3 separate regions of the Mus musculus genome follow, and regions 1 and 3 are each linked to region 2. The links are chromatin contacts, called in public HiChIP or PLAC-seq maps. All regions are on one chromosome and are shown on one strand. The core of a region is the stretch at or near the end of the contact, and the rest is flanking DNA. Distances in the headings are between cores, read along the strand shown. Region 1 has its middle 61 kb from the start of Gm41598. Region 2 overlaps Plcl2 (phospholipase C-like 2). Region 3 has its middle 83 kb from the start of Gm41598.

Evidence for each region. HiChIP or PLAC-seq counts read pairs in DNA pulled down with a chosen protein or histone mark.
Region 1: a BATF HiChIP or PLAC-seq map of CD8 T cells shows a contact between it and region 2, with 9 read pairs. The contact joins two enhancer-like sites. A contact is called at or near these places in 2 of 484 Hi-C or Micro-C datasets (nephron progenitors and ventricular fibroblasts) and 3 of 115 datasets of contacts at active chromatin or transcription factors (CD8 T cells, effector CD8 T cells and memory CD8 T cells).
Region 3: a BATF HiChIP or PLAC-seq map of CD8 T cells shows a contact between it and region 2, with 7 read pairs. The contact joins two enhancer-like sites. A contact is called at or near these places in 1 of 39 promoter capture datasets (maxillary cranial neural crest), 1 of 15 datasets of contacts at CTCF or cohesin (CD8 T cells), 1 of 484 Hi-C or Micro-C datasets (ventricular fibroblasts) and 1 of 115 datasets of contacts at active chromatin or transcription factors (CD8 T cells).

The regions. Positions count from the first base shown.
Region 1 is chr17:50,728,299-50,732,093 of GRCm38.p6, reverse strand. No RefSeq gene overlaps it. Among named protein-coding and RNA genes, the nearest start is that of Gm41598, 61 kb to the left of the region's middle. Within about 2 kb of position 2,368, at least 76 of the 459 cell types and tissues checked have an H3K27ac peak or open chromatin away from gene starts, as enhancers often do. A contact at or near this core is called in CD8 T cells, effector CD8 T cells and memory CD8 T cells, where this site is marked.
Region 2 is chr17:50,569,041-50,572,872 of GRCm38.p6, reverse strand. All of the region lies in intron 1 of Plcl2 (phospholipase C-like 2), which reads right to left. Among named protein-coding and RNA genes, the nearest start is that of Plcl2, 61 kb to the right of the region's middle. Within about 2 kb of position 2,477, at least 44 of the 459 cell types and tissues checked have an H3K27ac peak or open chromatin away from gene starts, as enhancers often do. A contact at or near this core is called in CD8 T cells, effector CD8 T cells and memory CD8 T cells, where this site is marked.
Region 3 is chr17:50,706,183-50,710,110 of GRCm38.p6, reverse strand. No RefSeq gene overlaps it. Among named protein-coding and RNA genes, the nearest start is that of Gm41598, 83 kb to the left of the region's middle. Within about 2 kb of position 2,215, at least 2 of the 459 cell types and tissues checked have an H3K27ac peak or open chromatin away from gene starts, as enhancers often do. A contact at or near this core is called in CD8 T cells, where this site is marked.

The DNA.
Region 1 (3,795 bases), core at 1,119-3,618, 160 kb before region 2:
GGGCAGGAGTCTGGTGTCAGGCACCTGCCCCCATGTGGTGAGCGGTGGGGACACCTCCTTCCTGCTCAGGAAATGCTCTGCACTGGTTTTGTGGTAGCCTCATAGGTTCTATTCTCCCCCAAAGGTACTTGCTGTGGAGAGTGGCAGTCCTTCACTAAGCAGTGGAGCACACTCAGACCACAATGGTCATGGGAACCCAGACGCAGGATTCTGCCTGTGGTTAAGGAAACTGAGGGGAATGGAGCTGTAGTGGGGGCCATCTTCCTGTGAAAGAACTACAATGAAGACCACCATGCAAAGTTACGGCCATTCACCTCAACCCTCCCACAGCATCCTTGACCTCAACATGGCATAGCCACCTCCTTGTCCCTTCCCTTGGTCCACACCCACTCAGCTGCCCAAGCCAAGCCCTGCTGTCCTTCAATTTATTCATTGTAAATAAGGGCTAATTGTCCTTATCCCAGTCTGCTAGGTGTGGCCAGTGAGTGTCCTTCAAGTCTCCAGTTCACCCCTCCAATAAAAACAGGAGTAACCTCTTCTTCATCCCATAGAGTGAGCTCTTGCTCCAGCCTACCTCACATCAAAGCTACACCCGTCCAGCTTCCTCTCCTTGATCCCTGCTCCCCAGCCTCCACCTTAGAAGTGCCAACCTGACCAGCCAGGCAGCCCTTAGGTGAGATCCCTTTTGGCCCCAACCCGCATCGCATCCTGAGATCTCACAGTGTGGTTTCATTTTGACCATGCTACAGTTCGCCCTGGGTGAGCCAAGTCTTGACTGAATGTGTATTGCTGGCATAGACATTGCCAGGTTATGAATTCCAAGGCCTCAGGTGGCAAAGACCTGGGTGAAGCACTGAGGAACGGCAAAGCTTTCCTCCTGAGTCCAAGCATCAGTGGTTATGTTTTGCAGCGTGTGCAAAGATGGTTATAGCCTGAACCTGCCTCCAGAGCCCTCCTTCAGAGACTAGATAACTCCTCCCCTCTGTGCTGTGCCCAGTAAACAGTTTCTGGGTGGGGCAGTAGCCTACTTCCAACTTTACTCTGTGGGTGTCTGTGTGTCCTCTGTTCCCTTGCTTCTGTTAGAGTTCCAGGACCCAGGTCACACAAAACAGGGCAGGCCTTGTAGAGCAAAGGTATACAACCAAGTTCTTTTACATCACAAGCAGACTGACAGGTGGAGGTGGCTTTAAGCTCTGGGGGTGGATAATTGTGCAGTGGTGGTATCTTCCTCCCATGTCCAAATTAGTGAGACTTATCTCCAAGCTGTCCTGAGGCTGCAGGTCTTCCTCGGCCTTCCCTGCTGCTACTGTGTGTATTCATAGCAGAGTTGGTCACCACGTCCTCCTTGAAACCAGGGCCCATATCTTAGCTGCTACTATTTATTGAGGATCTGGCATTTGTCAAACCCTGCCCAGAGCTGAAGACTCACCATGAAAAGATGGATCTCTAGCTCTTTAGAACTTACAGTCTAGCTAGAGAGATGTAGGGCTTAGCAGATGAGCAAACGGGGCATAGGCAGCAATGATGGGGTAGAAAGGCCACTGTCATTTTCCTCCAGCAGGAACATGAAGGCCAGAGGCCTGGAATGGAACCCAATGTCGGGAAATGTTAGCGTCTTTCAAGCTTGCCTGCCTCAGTCACCCTGGGGATGCCCCTCTCCCAGTTAAGAGGGACACTGTGGACAGTAGCTCTGGAGCCCATTTCTCCATCTCAGGCAGATGCTTGGCTCCCTGCAACAGTACTGTATGTGGTTACATCCAGTTGTCACCCACATAGCTAACAGGGCAGGTACTTTATGTCTGTCTTGGACACTGCTCAGCCCTGAGGCCCACCACTGACCAAGGAAGCCTGGGGTAGCATAAGCTCTGAACTCAAGGCTCTGCAGAGCCACGGCAGCTTCTGCAGCTTCAATCCACAACAGCCTGCACCAGAGCACAGACCCTCTGGCTGGCCACCTAAAGAAGGAAAATGCACTAGAGAGAGGGCTCAGTGGTTAAGAACACTGGCTGCTCTTCCCAGGTTCAATTCCCAGCAACCACGTGGCAGCTCACAACTGTCTGTAACTGACCAGGGGACCTGACACCCCTACATAGGCATACATATAGGCAAAATACCAATGCACATGAAGTATAAATAAAACTTTTTATAAAAATGCAACTGTGTGAGGCCTGCAGGGTGGGGACGAGGCTGCTGCTGGCTTCTCAGAATCCTGTTTCTAAGAGATTCAAAGAAAGCCTGCGGCAGGCACTGCAGAGAGGGTAACCACAGGGTCACCTAGAGGTGACCAAGCAACAACCAGCACTGTGCCTCTCTGAGCTGCTCCGGGGTTTCACCATACAGTATAATTTTAGAGCCACCTCATCTTGGGGTTTGGTAAGCCAGGAAACAGTCCACCCTCCACCCATCGTGAAAGTAAGACGTCATCTTCCTCATTCTACGGTGGCTCCATTTAGATTCCTTTTATATATTCACTATCAGAGAAAGCTTCTACAATAGTAGGTTTCCAAGTGGCTTTGCTGTCCCTTGCTCCCTACCCTCCTTTAACCTGGCCTCTCATTTACTTCTCTATCTTAGGTAAGGTTTCATTGTTGTGAAGAGACACCATGGCCAAGGCAGCTCTTACAAAGGAATACATTTAATTGGGGCTGGCTTAGAGGTTCAGAGGTTCAGTCCATTATCATCATGGCAGGAAACAGGGAGGCTTGCAGACAGCCATGGTGCTGCGGAAGGAGTTGAGACTTCTATATCTTGATCCGAATGCAGCAGAAGGAGGCTGTATCAATGAGTGTATAACCCTGAGCATGTATAACCTCAAAGCCCACTACAGTGACATGCTCCTTCCAACAAGGCCACACCTACTCCATAGTGCCACTCCCCATGGGCCAAGCATTCACACTCATGAGTCTGGGCAGGAGGGTGGGGTGTAAGGGGGGTACCTAGTCAAACCACCACACCTATTATTTTAGTTTCCATTTTATCCCTTTATGATACTGTAGTCTGTTTCCCCTTCCCCATCTAGGTCCATTCAGTATCAGGAATGGGTTATATATATATTTTTTTAAATTATTGGCAAAAAGGGTCCCATAACATTATCCAAAACATTATAGACTATTCCCAATGGTTTTGGTTACTGTCAGATCCAAGAGAAACTCCATTTCCTCAAATTTCAAAAGACAGAAGGGATGTGTGTCTCTACTCACCCCGTCCTTTACCCCAAACTCCCTCACGCTCAGTCTTCTCTCCTCAGCCACTCATTCTTCTTAGAACCTTCCTAGTTCAGATATAATCATTCATTCATTCTTCCCCCTCTCCTCTCTCTCTCTCTCTCTCTCTCTCTCTCTCTCTCTCTCTCTCTCTCTCTCTCTCTCTCTCTCGTTTTTCTCCTGGTTTTTTTTTCCATGCCATGTCCAGGCTACTTCTTTCTCTCTAGGCTCTTCCAGATGCATTTGGCTGTTCTTGCTCTCATGTCTAAAATAAAGCCTTAAATATACCATTGCATGGTAATGTCACCAGTTTATGCATCTGGTGCCAAAAACCCAGGAGGCACAAATGGCCCCCTTTCCAAGGGATCTAACTTCTCCTAATTGAGCCAAGCTGCTGAGTTGACTCTCCTAAGGTATGGATCATGTGTCTCTGCTGGTTTCTGCTACCCACCATATTTGACTACAAATTCTAGAGTCACCTACCTCTTCAGCCACTTCTTCTCTCAACCCTCTATGCTTCTCCAGGGCATTTCCGGCTCCTGGAGCCTTCTACACTCTCCTGGGCATGTAGAAAGGCTCTGTCTCTGTGCCA
Region 2 (3,832 bases), core at 1,228-3,727:
GGTTGAAATGAAATGCTGGCCAATCAAAGTATCAAACATAGCACAGTTTATTTTACATTATAACTGATTTTACATCAGAAAATCTATGAAGGCAACTAATACATCATCAAGTTCAAGGAGAAAAAAAACTACAGACTGTCAGTCACCAGACACTGTTGTGGATGCCAACAAGTGCTTACTGACAGAAGCCTGTTATAGCTGTCTCCTGAGAGGCTTTACGAGTGCCTGACAAATACAGAAGTGGATGCTCACAGCCAACCATTGGACTGAGCACAGGGTCCCCAATGGAGGAGCTAGAGAAAGGACCCAAGGAACTGAAGGGGTTTGAAGCCCCATAGGAGGAACAACAATATGAACCAACCAGTACCCCCAGAGCTCCCAGGGACTAAACCACCAACCAAAGAGCACACATGGTGGGACTCATGGCTCCAGCCGCATATGTAGCAGAGAATGGCCTAGTCAGACATCAATGCAGGGAGAGGCCCTTGGTCCTGTAAAGGCTCTATGCCTCAGTGTAGAGGAATGCCAGGGCCAGGAAGTGGGAGTGGGTGAGTTGGTGAGCAGGGGGGTGGAGGGGGTAGAGGTTTTTCAGAGGGGAATCCAGGAAAGGGTATAACATTTGAAATGTAAATAAAGAAAAATATCAAATAAAAAATAAAATAAATAAAAAAAAGAAATAATGTGAAAAATTTTATACACATTCAGGCCTTAATCTAGCAAAACATCACTGTTTTCTTTGTTCACCACCATCAACTACTCCTCAATGACTCATGAGTCATTTTGTGAGAGTGATAAGAAGAATTCTACTATTGATATCATATAAGCCGATTAACCTCCAAATTAATTTTCTCCCAACAATTTTTAACAATTGAATCCTTACTTAAAAATTTTCATTAGAATTATTTATTACATTTTACATGTGCATGTTTATCCTATATGTATCCTATATGTATGCATACCACATAAACGCTTGGTACCCATGAAGGTCAGAAGTGAGTATCAGATCCCCTGAAACTAAAGTTGCCAATGGTTGTGAACCACTATGTGAGTGATGGAATTCAAACTAAGGTCCTCTGAAACATCAAGGAATGCTCTTCACCTCTGCGCCATCAATCCAGACCAGGAAAGAGATTTTTATAACTAGAAAACTATTCATAGTCAGCAACTAAGTTTTGATTTGAATTTCTTAAGAGGAAAGAGTAAAAAAAACTTTCTGAGGAAAGCCAAGGAGAAAATAATTAAAATCTTGCCAATTACTGAAGTAACATACAGTTTTGTGGCAAACATTTGCACTCATTAACTTAGTTAACAGAGGGATTCATTGAAAGTGGAAGAAAAGAAGGAAACAAAATTCACAACTAGTTGAAAGCACACACTCACACAAACAATACCGATACACGTGTGGCATGCAGGGTGATAAAAGTATTGTGATGGAAAGTAAAACAAGAGATGGGGAGACAAGAGCTGCTCTGAGTGTGTGTGTGTGTGTGTGTGTGTGTGTGTGTGTGTGTGTGTGTATGGCAACTTGGGGAGGAAAGAGTTTATTTTTACTTTATAATTCATCATCAACAAAACATAGTCCATCATCAAAACAGGAAGGGCAGGCAGACAAACCAGAAACCCGGAGGCAGGAACTGAAACTGAGATCCTGGAAAGTGCTGCTTACTGGCTTGCTCCCCATGGCTTGCTCACTCTGCTTTCTGATACAATCTAAGATCACCAGTTCAGGTGGCACTGCCCACAGTGGTCTGAGCCCTCCAACATCAATTATTAATCAAGAAAATATCCCCACAGGCTTGCCTCCAGGCCAATGTGATAGAACAGTGACTCAACTTTCCACATGCTGCAACCTTTAGCACACTTCTTCATGTTGTGGTGACCCCCACCCCAACCATAAAAGTATTTTCTTTCCACTTCATTACTGTAGTTTTGCTGATGTAATGAATTACAATTCATGCAAATATCTGTGGTTTTGGATGCTATTAGGCTAGCCCCGTGAAAGGTTCATTTGAATTCCCCAAAAAGTTGTAACCCATAGGTTGAAAACTGCTGTTGACAGAGGGATTTTTTTTCGATTGAGGTTCACGCTTCAAAGATGACTAACTTGTTCCTAATTAACAACAACCACCACAACAAAGCCCCTAACAACACAACTGATCTCTTGACGACTTGACCTATAACCACACAACTACTAAGCCTTAACCTTTCCTTTCTTGTTTATTCTCTTTGCTACTTCCATTGATATAATACTTAATGTTAATATGGCAACACTAAAAAAGTGTAACTTTAAAATACTCAATCACACAACTATAAACTATAACCTTTCCTTTCTTATTTATTCCCAATTAATACCTAATGTAAATGTCACATTAAAAAGTCTAACTTTAAGGCCGGCACATTGTAGAACATAGTGTGAAATGCACATTGTAAAACACAGGATGTTAATGAATTGCACTGAAAAAGAGAAAATGAGAAATGCACAGTGTAGAACACAATATAAAAAAAAAAAAAGTCTAACTTTGGGCTGGTGAGATGGCTCAGTGGGTAAGAGCACCCGACTGCTCTTCCGAAGGTCCAGAGTTCAAATCCCAGCAACCACATGGTGGCTCACAACCATCTGTAACGAGATCTGACGCTCTCTTCTGAAGACAGCTACAGTGTACTTACATGTAATAAATAAATAAATCTTTAAAAAAAAAAGAAAATTGAAACAAGTATAAAAAAAAGTCTAACTTTAAGAGTCCCATAGTCATTTTTAAAAAATCGCTCTAAAAATCAGAATCTTTAAAATATCTAGAATATTTTTAAAATATTTTTTGAAATTAAAATATGATCACACCTTTTCCCCTCTTCCCCTTCTCCCTCCACACTTTCCAATGTTACCCTCCCCACCCTGGCCAAAGGGTCAGCTGCAGAGCTTCAGGTACACAGAACCAGCTGCTTGGAAAGTCTCTCGGATTCTTCACTGCCCACTCAAACCCATTCCTACACACACACACACACACACACAGACACACACACATACATTCTTGGTTTTATGTAGAAATGTATTCCAACAAGGGCCAATGAAACTAAAAACAAACAAAAGCACTGCACAGTCTTTCACGGGGAATTGCTTTTTCTCAAGGCAGTGGCTTCCACATTGCAGGTCGGTCTCTGTAGATGCCCAGTCCCACTCTAGATGAAATTTAAGACTGAACAGCAAATGGGGGGGGGGGGGCTAGGCTCCATGTATTTCTTTCCAAGGCTTGGTGGGTTTGGGGTGGCAGGAGTTGTTTGTTTGTTTGTTTGTTTGTTTGTTTGTTTTTGGAATGCCTCCTCTTTCTTCTGTAGGCAGTGATCACTGAAATGAAACTGACTATAGTTCTAAATTCCACGTATTATTTTATGGCCTTTTAAAATCCATTAAAGGACAGAAACATTTATCCTACCCAATTATCCAAAAGTGTTATAAAGCCATTAAAGCTTTTAAAAAACAGATCTACACATGATTAATTGTCCAGTGTAAGCAAGGTTCTCTGTTTTGGCAAAAGACTTTCTATAATTCACCACTTAAGCAATGAGTAAAAATACAGTTAACAATGAATTAACACAATTTGGACTGAAAAGTGGTGCTAAATATTATGCAAGACAAGTACATTTTAACATGGAACAACAGAGCATGCATAAACCATTATCTTTCAAACTTACATAATATTTCTATCATGTTATCAAAAGGTACAGTGTAAAACTGTCACTTGTCACCCAAAATTAAATCTCCACATAACACTCACTGGGGAGACTGAAGCTGGAGCATGGCTCTTCAGACTCGCTTTATCTATACTGTCAGTGT
Region 3 (3,928 bases), core at 966-3,465, 140 kb before region 2:
TTAAGCTATTATGTACCTTGCCTTTGAGGATACAGGAAGTTATGGCAGACTTGTAGCTGACAGTAGCTGCTTGTGGATCAGTCATTGGTTTTCTGTATAAGAGCTCATGCCTCATGAAGTTGAAACCCACTAAGACATCATCTTGCCTGCTGGTTCTGCTTGTGCAGTTAATGGACATGCTCTACACAGTGTCCTCACTGAGAAGGAAGAGGGCAGTGTGCTGCATGGAAAGCATCCCAGACACTGCCTAGAAGCACCTCTTTTCCAAAAACATGAGCCAAGCTTCATGCCTTCTCACTTCAAATGGAAGGCTAGTACCAAGAGGAAGAAGGTCAAGACACACAGAACTGCTCAGAAAGGAAAGACCTCAGAAACAGAGCAATTTACAAGGGTTCCCATGGGTTCTAATGTTGCAAAATAAGAACAGATAGTTATAAAAAAGATGAGTTGACAGAAAGCAAGAGTTGAGACACTTAAGCTAAGACACAGAACAAAAACTAAGGAAGAAATGGCATAGGGGTGGGGAACTCTGAGCATGGGTTGATCCAGGAGGTTCATGGCCATCAAAGAGGGTTCTAGAAAGAATAAACAGAATTGGAGAGGCTATACCTAAATAAACAGAAGGGGAGAGTTAAAACTGAAGACACACAAGAGTCCACAGTAAAAGGACTCTGGAGACTGGATGTGGCTCAATGGCAGAGTGCTTACCCGATGATTAGAAACACAGGGTGTTTACTGCAGCGAGCATCAATGATGCTCAAGTCTGCCCTAACATCTGCACACATACCAGTGCAATGGATCCAGTCATCCATCTCCATTTGGATAAGTCCAACCAGCACTTTTCAATGTCTTCTTCTGATCCTGCTCTCCCCCAAGCCTCCTCCGCTCTGTATCAAGTCGTCTACTCAGCTGTCCAGGTGAAAGCGAGGTCTGGGTTCATTTTCTCTCTTGTCCCGTGACTCCCCTGGCTCACATCAGTGGCTTGGAGGCCATTCCTGCCTCCCTTTCTATACTCTGCAGCCTGAGAGATTGTTCATGCAGAATCCAGGTCACAAGACACCCCACCTTCTCTGGCTCCATAGGCTCTGTGACCCTCATCTCTGTCTTCCTGCTGTGTGCTCCAGCCATTTGTCTCACTTGTGATCTGTATATTCTTGTCTATTCATACTTGGTCCTTTGGTTCGTGTCTCAGTCTTCCTAGTGTTTGTCCCATGTCCCTCCATGGGTCCTTGTTACTCATGGTTCATATCAGGTGTCACCTCAAAAAGGTCCCCTCTGCTAACACCTCAAACATTCATGTGTCTCTAAGATCATTTCTACCTACCCAGAATGAGACTTTTAGGAGGTGAGCCTCTCGGGTTTCCAGTGCTCTAAAAATATAGAAAAAAAATTCGACTGATGAACGAAAAGGCCTGTCTACATTGTCATGACTATTGGGAACTACAGGAAATAAAATAAATGCAAATAAAAAGTCCCGGAGAAAGTGAAAAAGTTAGTTACAGACAAATATGGTCACCACTAGAGGAAAATGCAGTAGGGTTTCAAGGTTCAGAGAGAAATGGTTTTGAATATAGCATTAGATGCCTAGCCAAACTTTCAATAAAATCTGAAACAAAGTTTCTGAACATTAAAAGACTGAAAATGTACAGTTTATACAGTCTGATAGATGTACTCAGAGAAAGGACAAAATGGGGGGGCGTGTCAGGGGTCAAACCCCATGAAAAGCAATAGAGTTACATGGAAACCAAGGCAGCAGCCTAGCAAGGGATCAGCACACATCAGAACAGAAAAGCACAGGCCTCAAAGGAAACCTGTTCAGAAGACAACCTACTGCAATAGATGCCATGGTTAGAAAACAGGAAAGGCCCAATTTGAAGGAAGACCCCAACCAAGCTAATCCTCCAATTATGAAAAAGATTTAAAAATCAAAGCTTTATGCAGTGAAGGAAACCCCCAATAGCAGAAAGTTGGGGCAGTTGAAATTGAACAAGAGGGCTGAGTTCCAGCCCAGCAAGCAGCAGAACTCGACAGCTTTAGCCATGTGGTTCTGGCTTTAGAGTCAAGGCTACAAAACAGTGGTTGTGGAATCTCCCTCTGTGGCAAAGGAAAGCCACTGAGGCAACGCATGTGGCAGGGGAGTGTATATGCACAGAGGCCTAGAGAGGCCATTGTGTGAAGCTGTGAAGGTGAAGCCTGGGTTGCCTTAGAAACCTCAAGATGCTGGAGATGCCAAAGGAGATCTGCTAACAGGAAATGGAACCAGCCCCAGAAAGACAAGTATGTTTCAGTCAACAAAGCTGAAAGAAGCTGGAGATCTGAGGAGCACTCTGACATCAGACATGGAGACACAGAGGCTGGAATCAGCCCAGCTGGGTTTAGGTCTTGCTTTTTAGTTCAGTATTTCCTCACCATGCTCTTTTCTTCTCTTTTATAATGGCGATGTATATTCTGTGCCAATGCATGTTGGAAGCATGGGACTGCTTCTTGATTTTGATCTTACAGGGAGTTACAGTTAAGAGATTGCTGTACTCTCAAAAGAAACTTTGGACTTTTAAGCAGTGTTGAGACTGTGATCAACTATAAGGGTTTTTGCAGTTAACTGAATGCATTTTTATATTATGACATGGATACAAACCTTTTGAAGTCAGGGAGTAGAATATGATGCTTTTAATATGGCCCTATAGGCTCATATATTTGAATTCCTTGTCATCAGAAAGTGACACTATTTGAAAAGGATTAGGAGGCGTGGCCTCATAGGGGTAGAACTAAACCTCAGAACTTGTAAGCCAAGCCCAGCTTAGTGTTTTCCTTTAAAAGAGCTTCTGTACTTATGATGTCTCTTTACAGCAGTAGAACACTAAGACAAACTTCAGGCAGGAGTGTGCGCAGGTTGCAGAAGCAACATACCTTCTTGGACAGGGTCCCTTCAGGCCTTCACTTTCAGCCAGGAGGCAGAGCTGACTCACCAGAGAGTTGGCCTCAAGGGAGGGCTCTGATCCTGGGACCAGGTGAGTACGCCATCTTGTATCCCAGGTCCTTCAGAGACCAGTCTGTACAGGAGAGCATTCAGGCTGCAGAAGCAACATAGCTTTTTGGACAGGGTCCCTTCGGGCCTTCATCTTCAGCCAGGAGGCAGAGCTGAGCTCCAGACCTCTGTGCACCTTCCGTGCAAGAGGAGAGCTTGCCTGAAGAGAGTACTCTGACCACTGGAACTCAGGAGGGAGTTGGACTCCCAGGAGTGCTGACAGAGGCTGACAGAATCACAGGAGGAACAAACTCCAGCCAGAGATAGCTATAACAACTAATGCCAGAGATTACCAGATGGTGAAAGGCAAACATAAGAATCTTACTAACAGAAAGCAAGACCACTCATCATCAGCAAAACCCAGCACTCCCACCACAGCGAGTCCTTGATACCCCAACACACCGAAAAGCAAGATTCAGATTTAAAATCATATCTCATGATGCTGGTAGAGGATGTGGGAAGCCACATGTGCTGTTGCAGGGTGGCGCTGGCTACCGCTGGCCACCACGCATACAAAGGCAGTAAAGTTTTTCGCCAAGATGAGGTTTTGAGAATATAAGCAATCAGATGAGAGACATGTTAACCAATGAGAGGAGAGATATGTTAACCAATCCGGGTGTGAGACACACCTCTCCTAGGCCTATATAAGCAGCACCACTTCTGAGCTTGGGGTCTCTTCGCTTCTGCAATCAAGCTCTCCCAATAAACGTGTGCAGAAGGATCCTGTTGTGGCATCTGCTTTGCTGGCAAGTCGGGTGCGTGCAAGAAGAGGATTTTTTAAATGACATTAATAACTCACTTAAAGAAATACAGGAGATCGGCAGCAGACATCTTGGTTCTGGGACTCCGCTGAGAGTACTCTGCACAGGTGAGAGTGTGGAATACAGTAGCTAACAGCTTCTG